2 separate regions of the Mus musculus genome follow, and region 2 is linked to region 1. The links are chromatin contacts, called in public promoter capture Hi-C maps. All regions are on one chromosome and are shown on one strand. The core of a region is the stretch at or near the end of the contact, and the rest is flanking DNA. Distances in the headings are between cores, read along the strand shown.

What was found. Promoter capture Hi-C pulls out the DNA fragments that hold promoters and counts their contacts.
Region 2: a contact with region 1 is called in a promoter capture Hi-C map of liver, with 2.4 times the contacts expected there. The contact joins the promoter of Blvra here to the promoter of Hdc in region 1.

The regions. Positions count from the first base shown.
Region 1 is chr2:126,616,487-126,622,321 of GRCm38.p6, forward strand. It overlaps Hdc (histidine decarboxylase), which reads right to left and starts at 2,192. Exons shown (of 12, transcript NM_008230.6): 1 at 2,032-2,192. The coding sequence starts at 2,083.
Region 2 is chr2:127,067,910-127,073,744 of GRCm38.p6, forward strand. Blvra (biliverdin reductase A) reads left to right here and starts at 2,748. Exons shown (of 8, transcript NM_026678.4): 1 at 2,748-2,821. It overlaps Ap4e1 (adaptor-related protein complex AP-4, epsilon 1), which reads left to right. Exons shown (of 21, transcript NM_175550.3): 21 at 1-1,905.

The DNA of each region.
Region 1 (5,835 bases), core at 942-3,441:
TGAGGGACTGATGGGAAGAACACCTGAGAGAACACATGAGCATAGGGGAAAACCTGCAAAGCACAAAGACCTTAGCACCGATGTGAAACCATCTTTCCTTCTCCCTCACCTGCCAGGACGGCCACTCAGCCATTGTTCTCTTCTCAGAGACAGAACAGCTCTTAATTCTTTACCTTAAAGTCTCACGGTAGAGACTTGGTGGGTTTTGGTTTTTTGTTTTTGTTTTTGTTTTTGTTTTTTGTAGCCTAAAATTGTTAAACATTCACACACACACACACACACACACACACACACACACACACACACACACTGTTCTTTGTCAGCAGAGATGAAAGCTGCCACATCCAGTTCTCCTAAAAGGAGAAAACATCTTATGAGACCCATTAAATCAGCACTCGCTTGCCTTTATGGTACTTGGCAACATCTTCTTCTTCTTCTTCTTCTTCTTTTTTTTTTTTTTTTTTTTTTTTTTTTTTTTTTTTTTGGTTTTTTGAGACAGGGCTTCTCTGTATAGCCCTGGCTGTCCTGGCACTCACTTTGTAGACCAGGCTGGCCTCGAACTCAGAAATCCACCTGCTGGGATTAAAGGCGTCACCGTGCCCGGCTATTGGCAACATCTTCTGAGTGTGATGAAAAGTATAAGTTTACACACACACACACACACACACAAATTTCTGAGGTACGTGGGACATACTTAAAGTACAACTAAGAGCCCAACCAAGAGCTTGTGACCAACCTGGACCCCAAGAGACCTGAGCCCCACCGCTCCCTGCTGCTGGCACTCAGGGCTTGTCACACGGCTTCCACACTCAAATAGATGCACCAAAAGAATGAAGACTAGTCAGAAAGGGAAGCAGTCATGTGAAGCCACTGCAGGCCAGTTGTTCTTTGACCCTTCAGAGGGGCTCTCTCTCATGGCCTCCCACCCTCTAGATGTGCACCTACTATGAGCAACCAGAAACCCTTCCCATTCCCCTTCTCCCTGCAAAGGAGCAAAGGAGCAGAGAAGAAAAGGAGCCTGATTTATTCCCTCTACCTCAGCTTCTGCAAAGTCCCTACACACAGAACTGGGCCTAGACAAACTGAGGCACCAGAGAGCTTGACTCCTTCAGCCCACCACAGCCTTGGGCACCCAGCACTGAGTGGTGCCCAGTAGACATGAGAGAGCTGGCACTCATCCCCAGACAGTCTCATAGGAAAATGTGTCCCACTGCAGGATAGGAACCCACACTCTCAGCTAAGTGCACTGTTGAAAAGCCACATGATACGCTAATACGCGTCTGCCTACAAAGGTTGATAGGGGAGAAGAGAGAAAAGAGATTTAAAGCAGGATAGATATTAACTTACAGCCAAGAAGTTTCATACACTGTGGCCCCTCTAGTGGAGATGAGACTATTACAAAATTACAAAGACATTCAAAGTTCTCTGTTGTCACATAGGCTTCTAAAAGAACCTTTATTTTAAGTTGATGTGTATTTCAGTTAATGCGTACTAAACAGAAGAAGCAGAACCAAACTCATCATGTCACAAGTCACTTTGTTGGATGCATCCTCATCTTCCTACAAATCCCCTTTAAGCACTTCCCTACCTGTGGACAGCCAGGCCTGAAAACAGGGTACCTGGCTTTGCTTTCCCTGCAAGCTGGTATACAAGTGGGCACTTGGCGAACGTTTAAACATGAACACTAAAAGAATAAACTACTTTACACAGAGAAATGAATATTAAGAGAGTTTGGGCTATCAAATGCTTAAGTCTTTTTTTTTTTTTTCCTATTTCATAAGGCAATTGAGTGGATCACAAATACAGATAGTTTATTTTGTGGGCAGGTAGAAGGAAACAAAATGCAAGACACAGGCAGCAATCACAGAAGTAGGCACATGAGAGGCAGGGAATGAGGGACCTGTTAAAACTCTGATCTACATCCTGTTCAAGAATTCAGGAGAAACACCACTGAAGCCAAACCGGCTCTCCCAAGGCAACTCAAACACTCACCTGCCTCCAACAGCAGGGAAGACCCACCCTGTCACTCACCTCTAGCTCGGTAGTATTCACGGTATTCACGGTATTCACAGGGCTCCATCATCTCCCTTGGATTGCTCCTCCTGGCAGACAGACAGAGGAGGCTGGAAGGCAGCTGTCAACAGGGCTTCTTGGTCGCCTTTGTCTGTGCTGTGCACTCCCTGGCAGCCAGTGCATCTCTTATTTAAGGAGTTCCCTATTCCCCTCCTTTAGCCCCGCCCCCATAAAGTCCCTTCCTTCAGGCTTAATTTCAGCCTCTCTTGTCCCCGTCCTTTCTGATTTGAACTTTGATCAACAGAATCAGAGAACATGGTGTTTTTAGACCAGTTGGGGCACCTAGCCTCCCAAGCCTACAAGCAGCTCTGGATAGACAAGGTAAAAGAGCCCTCTATCATCCCTGCCCCTGCATTCAGACCATAGAGCCCCAGCCTTGAATAAAGCTCCTAGCTCAGAGGCCAGAAATAGGCCAAGGGCATTCACAATAAGTAGCACAGAGGGTGGAGTTGCTCCTGCCCTGGCTTCTCTATGAGGTGAGGGCAGAGCCGGCTCAGAGAAGCCCATAGCTAGCCAGGCTGAGCTCAGGACAGATCAACAACAGGATATGAAGGATTCTTTTTATCCATTACTACATAGCACTTGTTCTGGGTTCTTTGCCTCGACTACTGTTTAAGCTAACGGAGGAAAAACCTGTTCAGTGCCAATAAATCTGGAAGTCCCTTTAGTGGATGGACGCTTCTACAGCAAGCAGAGCTGGAGAACAGAGCGGAGCCTGGGTGCAGCAGAGTGCGGGACACACATTCGTAAGGGGGAAGAATTGCCACTTTGTCAGATGGAAATCTTTCTGGTGACAGCAGTTATCTGTACCCCTCCTCTTCCTGAGTCGAGTACTTTTCCTAATCAACGTTTCTTCCTGACCATCTCTTACGAAAGAACAGCTTTTGAGAACTCCTCCTACGTCCAGGGCTTCTCGAGATAACACAAAGGAAGCGTACTAGTGGGGGCGGGGATGGCAGTTTCTCCTGAAATCATATTCTGGGGTGGTGTGTTTGTCCTGAACCCCAACACTGCCACAAAACAACAAAAATCCTTCGGAGTTTTCCCGAATACCAAGAGCTTTTTGTTCTTTATATCGAGGTCCCTTTGTTCCTCAGAGGCTCTGGACTGCGGATGCCTGCACCCAAGAGCTTGAACACAATCTGAGAAAAACAGTGTCTAAAGCATTACCTGTACTTACACAACAGACTTCATGGGGGGTGGTCAGGGGGAAGAATGGGAGAAAGAGCTAAAGGTTAAACAAGGGTGGGGCTCAGTGGCAAACCGCTCACCTAGCACGCCCGCCCGAGGCCTTGCCTTTGGTCCCCAGTTCCCATCTCCCTTTTTTAAAAGTACCTCTGGAGCAGATTTGAAATGTTTGCAGGGCTACCTGAAGGATAAGCACCCAAAGAAGGCAGCTCCACACCCCAAGTGTCACCCTTCACCCAACTGTCATCACATCTGTCTCGATCAAAAGTAATCATGTTTGCTATAATTCTGTGAGCCACGCCAGCAAATTAATCAAACCCAAGAAAGATGTGGGAATCCACAAAGACATAGTAGCAAGCACAGGTAGCAAACTCCTTACTGGGAACCTGTGGCTGAAGTTGGAGCCGACTAAAGAGGCTGAACTCACAGTCTGGACTCTAACTCCACTCAGTGTCATAATTGGATTGATTGAATCAGAGGTCAGGTGGTATATGCCAGGGCTTGAATGGTATATAGGAGAAACTTCACACGTAAGAAAGGGAAGAGGAGCCAGGTGGCGGCGGCACTTGACTTAATTCCCAGGACTTGGGAGGCTGAGGCAGGCAGATCTCTGAGTTCGGGGCCAACCTGGTCTACAGTGTAAGTGAATCCCAGGACAGCCCGGCTACACCGAGAAACCCTGCCTCAAAACAAAATCAAAAAACAGAAAGGTGGGAGGTAGGGAAGGAGGGAGGGGGGGAAGGGAAGGAAGAGAAAGGAAGGGGAGGGAGGGGAGAGAAAGGGAGGGAGGGGAAGGAAGAGGAGAGGGGAGGGGAGCAGAAGGGAAAGAAAAGTTGCTTTGCCAATAAGAAGTTGAGAAACTAAGCTGGAGAAACAGCTCAGTGGTAAAGAGCACTGGCTGCTCTTCCACGGGATCTGGATTTGACTTCCAGCATCCATGTGGCAGCTCACAACCATGAGTAATTTCATTTCCAGGGGATCTTACACCCTCTTCTGGCCTTGGCAGAGTTGAGGCATTCTTGGCTGGCTAGTTTGAATATCTGTGGGAGATTTTGAATGGATCACAGACATGAGAGCATAGATTCAGAGAAACCCTACCTAGCAGAAAAAGGCCTCACCAGACAAAAAGTTCCAGGAAGGCCTCAGCACCGGAAGTGAGAAGGAAAAGGACCAGTGATTGGCTGTTGTTTTGGTGAATCCGGATTTTATAATTCATAGCTTCCAAGGCCAGCTGCTGTGCTCACTGCTGTGTAGAATTTACCAGTTCACTGTGGCTCACTCTAGTGACCTGTCACTCTGAGTAGCTAGCTGCCTACGAGAGAAACTTCTTAGCTCCTAACTTCTACCAATGCCAGATGCAATGTGGGTGAAATAAAGAAATCTCACCACTGTAATATCTCTTCATAGCTATTACAGAAAGCAGTTTGGTAGAGTCAAGTAAAACCTAACTACCCTAGACTAACAAGTCATCGCTACCGTGCTGTAGAAGCCAACACACACATCCAACATGATGAGTGGGACGGGAGCCTAGCAGAATCATAGAAGGGACCAAAGCCACTCCATCCAGTAAGGGATGGGAGCAGGTGCTCAGGGAGTCCTGTGGAGGAGGGAGAGGAAGGATTGGAGGAACCGATGAGGTCACGCACACGCACACACCACACACACCGGGAGATCTCAGCCCGTAAATCAACTGGCTGGGCTCATGGGAACTTGAGAGCTCAGGAAACCTGCAGAGCTCTGACTTAGGTCCTCTATAGATATGTTATGTATGGTTAAGTGGCTTGGTGTTCTTGTGAGAATCCTAACAGTAGAATTGGGGGGGCTCTCTCTGACCCTCTTGTCTACTTGTGGGACCCTTTTCCCTACCCTGGGTTGCTTTACCCAGCTTTGACGTGACGATCTGTGTCTGGTATTGTTGTAGCGTGTGGAGCTGTATTTGGTTGAGGTCTCTGAGAAGCCTGCTCTTTTCTGGAGGTGGGGGGCTGAAGTCAGGATGTAGTATATCAGAGAATAATAATTAGAAAGTCTAACGGGATGATGTTCACTACAATATAATAGCAAAACAAACTGAAAGTGTTATTTCTAGACATGGAAAAATGGCATATATACACAAATGAAAATAAAAAACTTTTGGGAGAGGGCTGGAGAAATGGCTCAGCAGTTAAGAGCACTGACTGCTCTTCCAAAGGTCCTGAGTTCAAGTCCCAGCAACCACATGATGGCTCACAACCATCCGTAAAGAGATCTGACACCTCTTTCTGGAGTGTCTGAAGACAGCTACAGTATACTCACATATAATAAATAAATAAATCTTTAAAAAAAAAAAAACTTTTGGGAGGAAATTGTTATACCAGTAAGATACGTTCACTCCTATTATTACAGTATTAGCGACAATAGCCAAAATATGGGGCTGTTGTCACCACAGCACAACTCCCACGTCAAAGGGAGTAAGAAAGTTTATTCTGGAGCCAAACATGAGTGGCCATGGACCCGGGACTTAGGTTTAGGTCCCCCCAATACCATTCCTCAGTCTTCAGTGAGGTAGCAGTTTCAGGGCATTTTCATAGAAATAGA
Region 2 (5,835 bases), core at 1,498-3,997, 450 kb after region 1:
GATTCTACAGAGCTGTCATCCATAGTTAGAACAAGACAAAAAGTTATATTTTTTGTATTTTTTAAGTTAACTTTTAAGATAGTCATTCATAAATGTAGCATTTTGTTAACGTCGCTCTTAAATACATGCAGTTAAGCCTTGCTGAGAGAGGAGGGTGACGGAATGTCCTGCACTTTGGGTTTCTCCCTTCAGAAGAAGGAAGACTGGATGCATCAGCAGCCTCGGCACTGTCGGGATAGAGGGTTTGGAAGCAGCTGCTCCATTAGCTTGCTCTTCCTCTTTATGTTGCCATTCCCAGCCTTCCCTGCTCCTTACCCAGGCTCGCCCTGACTTTATCAAGCAGTGCGGCCATGTGGTGTAGGACGGGCTCCTTTGTGTATTTTTTCAGGCGTTTCTGTGGTCACTGAGTTTGGTCAGTTGTGGAGCAGGGAGAGTAAGGTATATAAAATCACAGTGACATCTGTCCGAAGGATCATGGTTTTTGCTTTCTTCTGCTTTGTTATAAGGGATGGTTATGAGAGGACTCTACTGGCCTGTCTAACAGCGCATGTGTAAACAGTAGGTTTGGGGTTGAGGCATGACTTCAGATCTGCCAAAGAGAACATAGTGTCACTTTTGTTCTTTCTGAACTCATTAAATAAAATGTAGAGTAACAGGGTTTCTACAGAAATGTTTAATACAATGTTTACAATGTTTATGATTTTAATAAACTAATAATAATAGAAAAGAGTAGATATTTTAAAACTTTGGACCAGTACATATTCTATCTAAACTCACTGCATTATATTCTGAATCAGGCATCGTCAACCTTTTTGATCACAAAATAGGGAGAATTTTAGGTCTAGTTCTTGCGTGGGGCCATCCATAACACCTAGTCTCTTTACTTTATAATCAGCCAATGAGGGTAGCGCTTAGGGGAAGAATGGCTGTGTGCTGTGTGCCGGGCACCATTACCAAGAATGGAGGGCAGCAGAGCCAGGCTGGGGACAGATAAAGGAGGACAGGAAGAGCATGAGAGCAGCGGAAAGGAGGTGGCCAGGCTCCTAGCAGTCACCCAGGCGCTCAGCAGAAGAGCGGCCACTCAGGGTATGAGAGGAGCCTGTCTTACCCTTCCCTACAGAGAAGCTGTGGGAGGAGCTGAGCCATCTGAGAGCCAGTGTACAGGTGTGCCCAGCGCAGCATGTGCTCTGCAGGGGAGTGTTGGCTGACGTGCTAAGCTCTTCCAAATTGACTTATAAAAGTACAGTATTTTATTTTCATTTAACTGTAGGTTCTTTTATTTTCTATGGCTAAACATGATCATTGTCACATGGTAAGCCATAAGAAGTGCACTGACCCTATTCATGTGTCTTTGAGCTGTTTTCTTATGTCAGAACTTTAGGAGAGAACAATGCAAGTGAATAGCAACGTAATAAATGATGCATTTTTTTTTTACTTTGTTTTGGCACTGGACTGTGTAAATTGAAATTTTTTAATTGAATGTATAATAAAAACATCTGTGCTTTTTGGGGTCTGTATGTTCTTTATAATTTAAGTAGATGAAAATTATTTAATCAGTATATAGATAGGTTTCTAAATATATAAATACAACTTGCTCAGTCTGTATGTTTGTTTTTGCATGTGTGTTATATGCACATGTTTGTGTGGCTGTACATATAATCATGTAAATGTTCATGTTTCAGAGGCCAGAGATCAACATCAGGTTTCTTCCTCACTATCTTATTAGTTTTTAACTTTTAAAAATATGGCTTATTCATACATAGGTGCTTGGTGCTAGCAGAGGTCAGAAGAGCCATCGGTTCCCCTGGAACTAGAGTTAAAGAACAAATGGTTGTGAGCTGCCGTGTGAGTGCAGGAAATTGAACCCAGGTGCTCTGCAGGTTCTACAGCACAACAAGAGCTCTTAACCACTGAGCTATTTCTCCAGCCCCTGGTCACTCACGGAAGACGTGAGCTGCCCAGCCCACAGGGTATGCACTACCATACCCAACTAATTGCTATTATGTTTAAGGTCACTCTGGCTGCTGTATGGGTGGAAGATTACAGGGTGATCAGGAAGGGGTCAGTTCTGACTTCTCAGATGGCAGATGATGGAAACGTTAAGAAGTGGTCTGACTCCAAGTTAGGCTTGTAATTGTGCTCCATGCCTTGTCTGGAGTGAGGACATTTATCTCACGAGAAACAAAGATGATTTTTCGTCGCCACCAACCCTGTTAGTTTCATCAGTTTTGTCAAGGGATAAAAAAGGGTAAATGTCAGTGGACTTGGAACAGACTCCAGCCCTACAGGTCAAAGCGTCCTTCAGATGCCTCCCTCTTCTCCCTTACCCTTGGTACACTTTCCTCGCACAGCACTCTGATTCTCCCCTCAGTGCGTCTACTCTTTCGCCATTCCCAGGGTGAGACCAGGCTGTTCCTGGGAAAATGCTGTTTCCTAGCCCTGAAGACAGGGAATTACAAACACTGGTTTTCTGGAATCCTCGCTCCTTACAGGAACAAGTTTTTGTGTCAGATCAATTATGTTTGAGCCGCAAAACTAAACAAGGTCCCGAATATACCCAGGAAAAAAAAAAAGCCCTAGTTGCATTTGGCGCGAAGGGAGCTGACAAAGTAGCGACACCACACCAAACAAGTGCAAAAACACAGCAGCTCGTAATTTTCCCCATTCAGCAGCATGGGCCGCGGGACTCACGGGAATTGCTCGGTCAAGGCTCCGCCTACCATCTGGACAGCCAATCGAATCCTAGCAGCGCTCTGTCTGTAGCTGCTGGGACGCTGCAATTTGGGCGCGCTGAAGCGGAAGCTCGTGAGCCGCTGGTAAGGTGAGCTCTGGCCGGGAGGGGCGCGGGGCTGAGCGCACGACCCTGAGACGGGAGGCCAAGGCCGATAGGGGCCGCGTGCCCGCCATCCTTTCGGGACCCCGGAGCGCCCTGGCCGCCAGCTTCTCTTTGCGGAGCCCTTCGCAGGCCGGACCGGGGGGGGGGGGGGCCTCCTCTCAGGAAGCGGCATTCCCGAGTAAAGATGGTAAAGAAATTAAATCTCCATCTCGTTTAAAAGTGCTGATGGTTTCCGGCCTTACCTAGATGAGGCTGGTAGGTGTATCGTGCACTGACTGGGGGACTGAGCCCCCCACCCCCACCCCTACCCCCGGTTTGACAGTGTCATATCCAGAATGATGACTTTGAACTCTGGAGGTTGAGAGTTTGCGCCAGGTGTGTCTTTTATAATCTCTCCTAGCTGTACTTTATTCTTTGAAAACTGAAAGAAAGAGTGTTGGAAGACCCTGTGAGGGTTGAATTTTAAGTCGCTTGCTTATCTGAAGAACTCAGAGATAAGGCTGAGTTTAGGTCCTACTAAAAACAGAAATTAAAAGGCCAGCGGTGGTGGCGCACACCTTTAGTCTTTAGCACTTGGGAGGCAGAGGCAGGCAGATCTCTGAGTTAAGGCCAAGCTGATCTACAGAGTGAGTTCCAGGACAGCCAGGGCTATACAGAGAAACCCATTATGTGCAGTTTTGGATCCAGATATTTTTCTATTTAACATTACATAATTCCAGTTTTGCATCTTACAGCTGTTATGGGTTTGGGGTATACTAGCTAACCTCTTGGTGTATCAGTGTCCTCATTTGTACAAGTGGGGATAAAGAGCATGCTTGCTCGGTAGGATAGCTATAGCTATGTAAGGCCACAGAATGTTCAACCTAAGATTTTATAAATATTAGCACTCACAATGCACAAAGCAAACACTATAGCACTGGAAAGTTCCCCCCATAATTAATGAAGTTTCTATATTACTTCCAAGAATTTCTTAAATTGTTCTTACTGAATAATTTGAGTTCTTACTGAACTAGAGTTCATTTTTATTGTAATAGGTTGTATTAATAAATATTCAGATCCCTTTCTTCCATTCTGCATTGCAGAGTAGCACATATTGAAGCCACGTGGTAGACAAAGTATTGTCAAGGGCCTTCTTGATGGCTAGAAAACTGAGAAATATGTGTGGCTAACTATACTTGAACTTTTAGAACTAAGGAACAAATTTTGCTGAAACTTAGTACTCAGAGACAAGTATTGTTGCTATTTTGATGTATATAAATTATATACATCTGTATAGCTATTATGTTTTACTTCATAGGTTTTGTTATAAATCAAGGTTGAGGCAGAAGAGTTGCTGAGAGTGTGAGGTCAGCCTAGGCCACAGAGTGTGTTTCGTGCCTCCCTGGGCTACAAAGTGAAATCCTTCCTCAGAAACAAAATTCACACACAAATCCTGAAAAACGGAATAAAAGGAAAGAACTGTTGTTGGCCTGCATTGTAGAAAAATGGGCAGAGTTGAGGATATCCATGAGAGAAGGGTGGCAACCGGGAGTGAACATCAGCAGACTGCTGTCTCCGCGGTGCATGGACGGTGCTTGGAAGGTGCTTGGAAGGTGTAGGGGGTCTCAGAGCAAGGCTGGGGTATGGCAGAGGAGCCTGAGCCCTTCCATGCCTCCTTCAGGGCTGTAGCAACTGTGGCCAAATGCAGCTTTGGTGATGAACTGTTAGGAGAGCTGTGCAGGTGAGGCATAAGTAATCCTGTCTTCCTTTCTTCACTATTCAGTGATTCTTAGTTGGCCAAACACCATTACCAAAGGAGCCAGTCTCTGTGTCCCTGCAGTCTGGAGGTTCTCAAAGATAGGCTAAGCATTTGATATCTGTTTGCTTTGTAAAGTGTATAATATTAAGGCTGGAGAGATGGCTCAGCAGTTAAGAGGACTGGCTGCTTTTCCAAAGGACCCAGGTTCAAATCTCAGCACTCACATGTCAGTTCACGACTGTCTGTAATTCCAGTTCCAGGGGACATGACACCCTCACACAGATATACATGGAGGCAGAACACCAATGTAAATAAAAAATTTAAAAAACATTATTTGTGTGTATGTGTGTGTGTGTGTGTTTATGTATGTACATGCCTGAGGATGACAATACAAGGTGACAAATCCCCTGTAGTTGGAGTTACAGACATCTGTGAGTCACCTTACATGGGAGCTGGGAACTGAATTCTGACCCTATGCAAGAACAGCAAATGCTCTTAACTGATGAGCCATCTGTCCAGAACCATGTTGTGTGGCTGCTGTTATTAATGAAAACATGTTACCTGTAGATCTTAGAGTTTTGGATGTTAGCATATCCTTTAACTGCTGATCAATCTCTCCAGGTCTTAACTGGAGATCTCTATAAAAATGTAATAATTACGATTTTTAATGTTAGAAGCAAAAGTTAGACCCAAAGATATTTTGCTTGTTTAAAAGTTTTGATTCTTTTGGTCTCTTGTTTTTGAAAAATTGCTTGGTATGATCAGCAGGTTCTGATTGGTTCAAATGGCTCATGGTTTCCTGTAATTATCAGACCAAGTAGTTGTAGCATAGGGAAGTGAGATCATGACCTGGAACAAGCCTAAGAACTTGGATGGGGGGCCAGGCACAGTGAAGCACACCTTGAATCCCAGCACTCGAGGGGGAGAGGTAGGCAGATTGGGGCCAGCCTGAACTACAAAGCAAGTTCCAGGATAGTCAGGGCTATACAGAGAAATCCTGTTTCACAAAACAAATACAATAAAATAAAATAAGAACATGAATGGGACCCCAGAATGTCTGGATTTCATTCAAATAAGCTTTAAAATTGAGTTGAATGAAAAAATTTTTTTCGTTAAATATGGATATGCTCTCTATTTTAAGCTATGATAAGTACAGTTTAAATATATATTGAGATATCCATTATTCGGTAAGGGTAATAACCGAGCCAGCTCAGTCAGTCAGTGGGGTCGCCAGGGAGGGGATGAGGATTGAAAAGAAAAA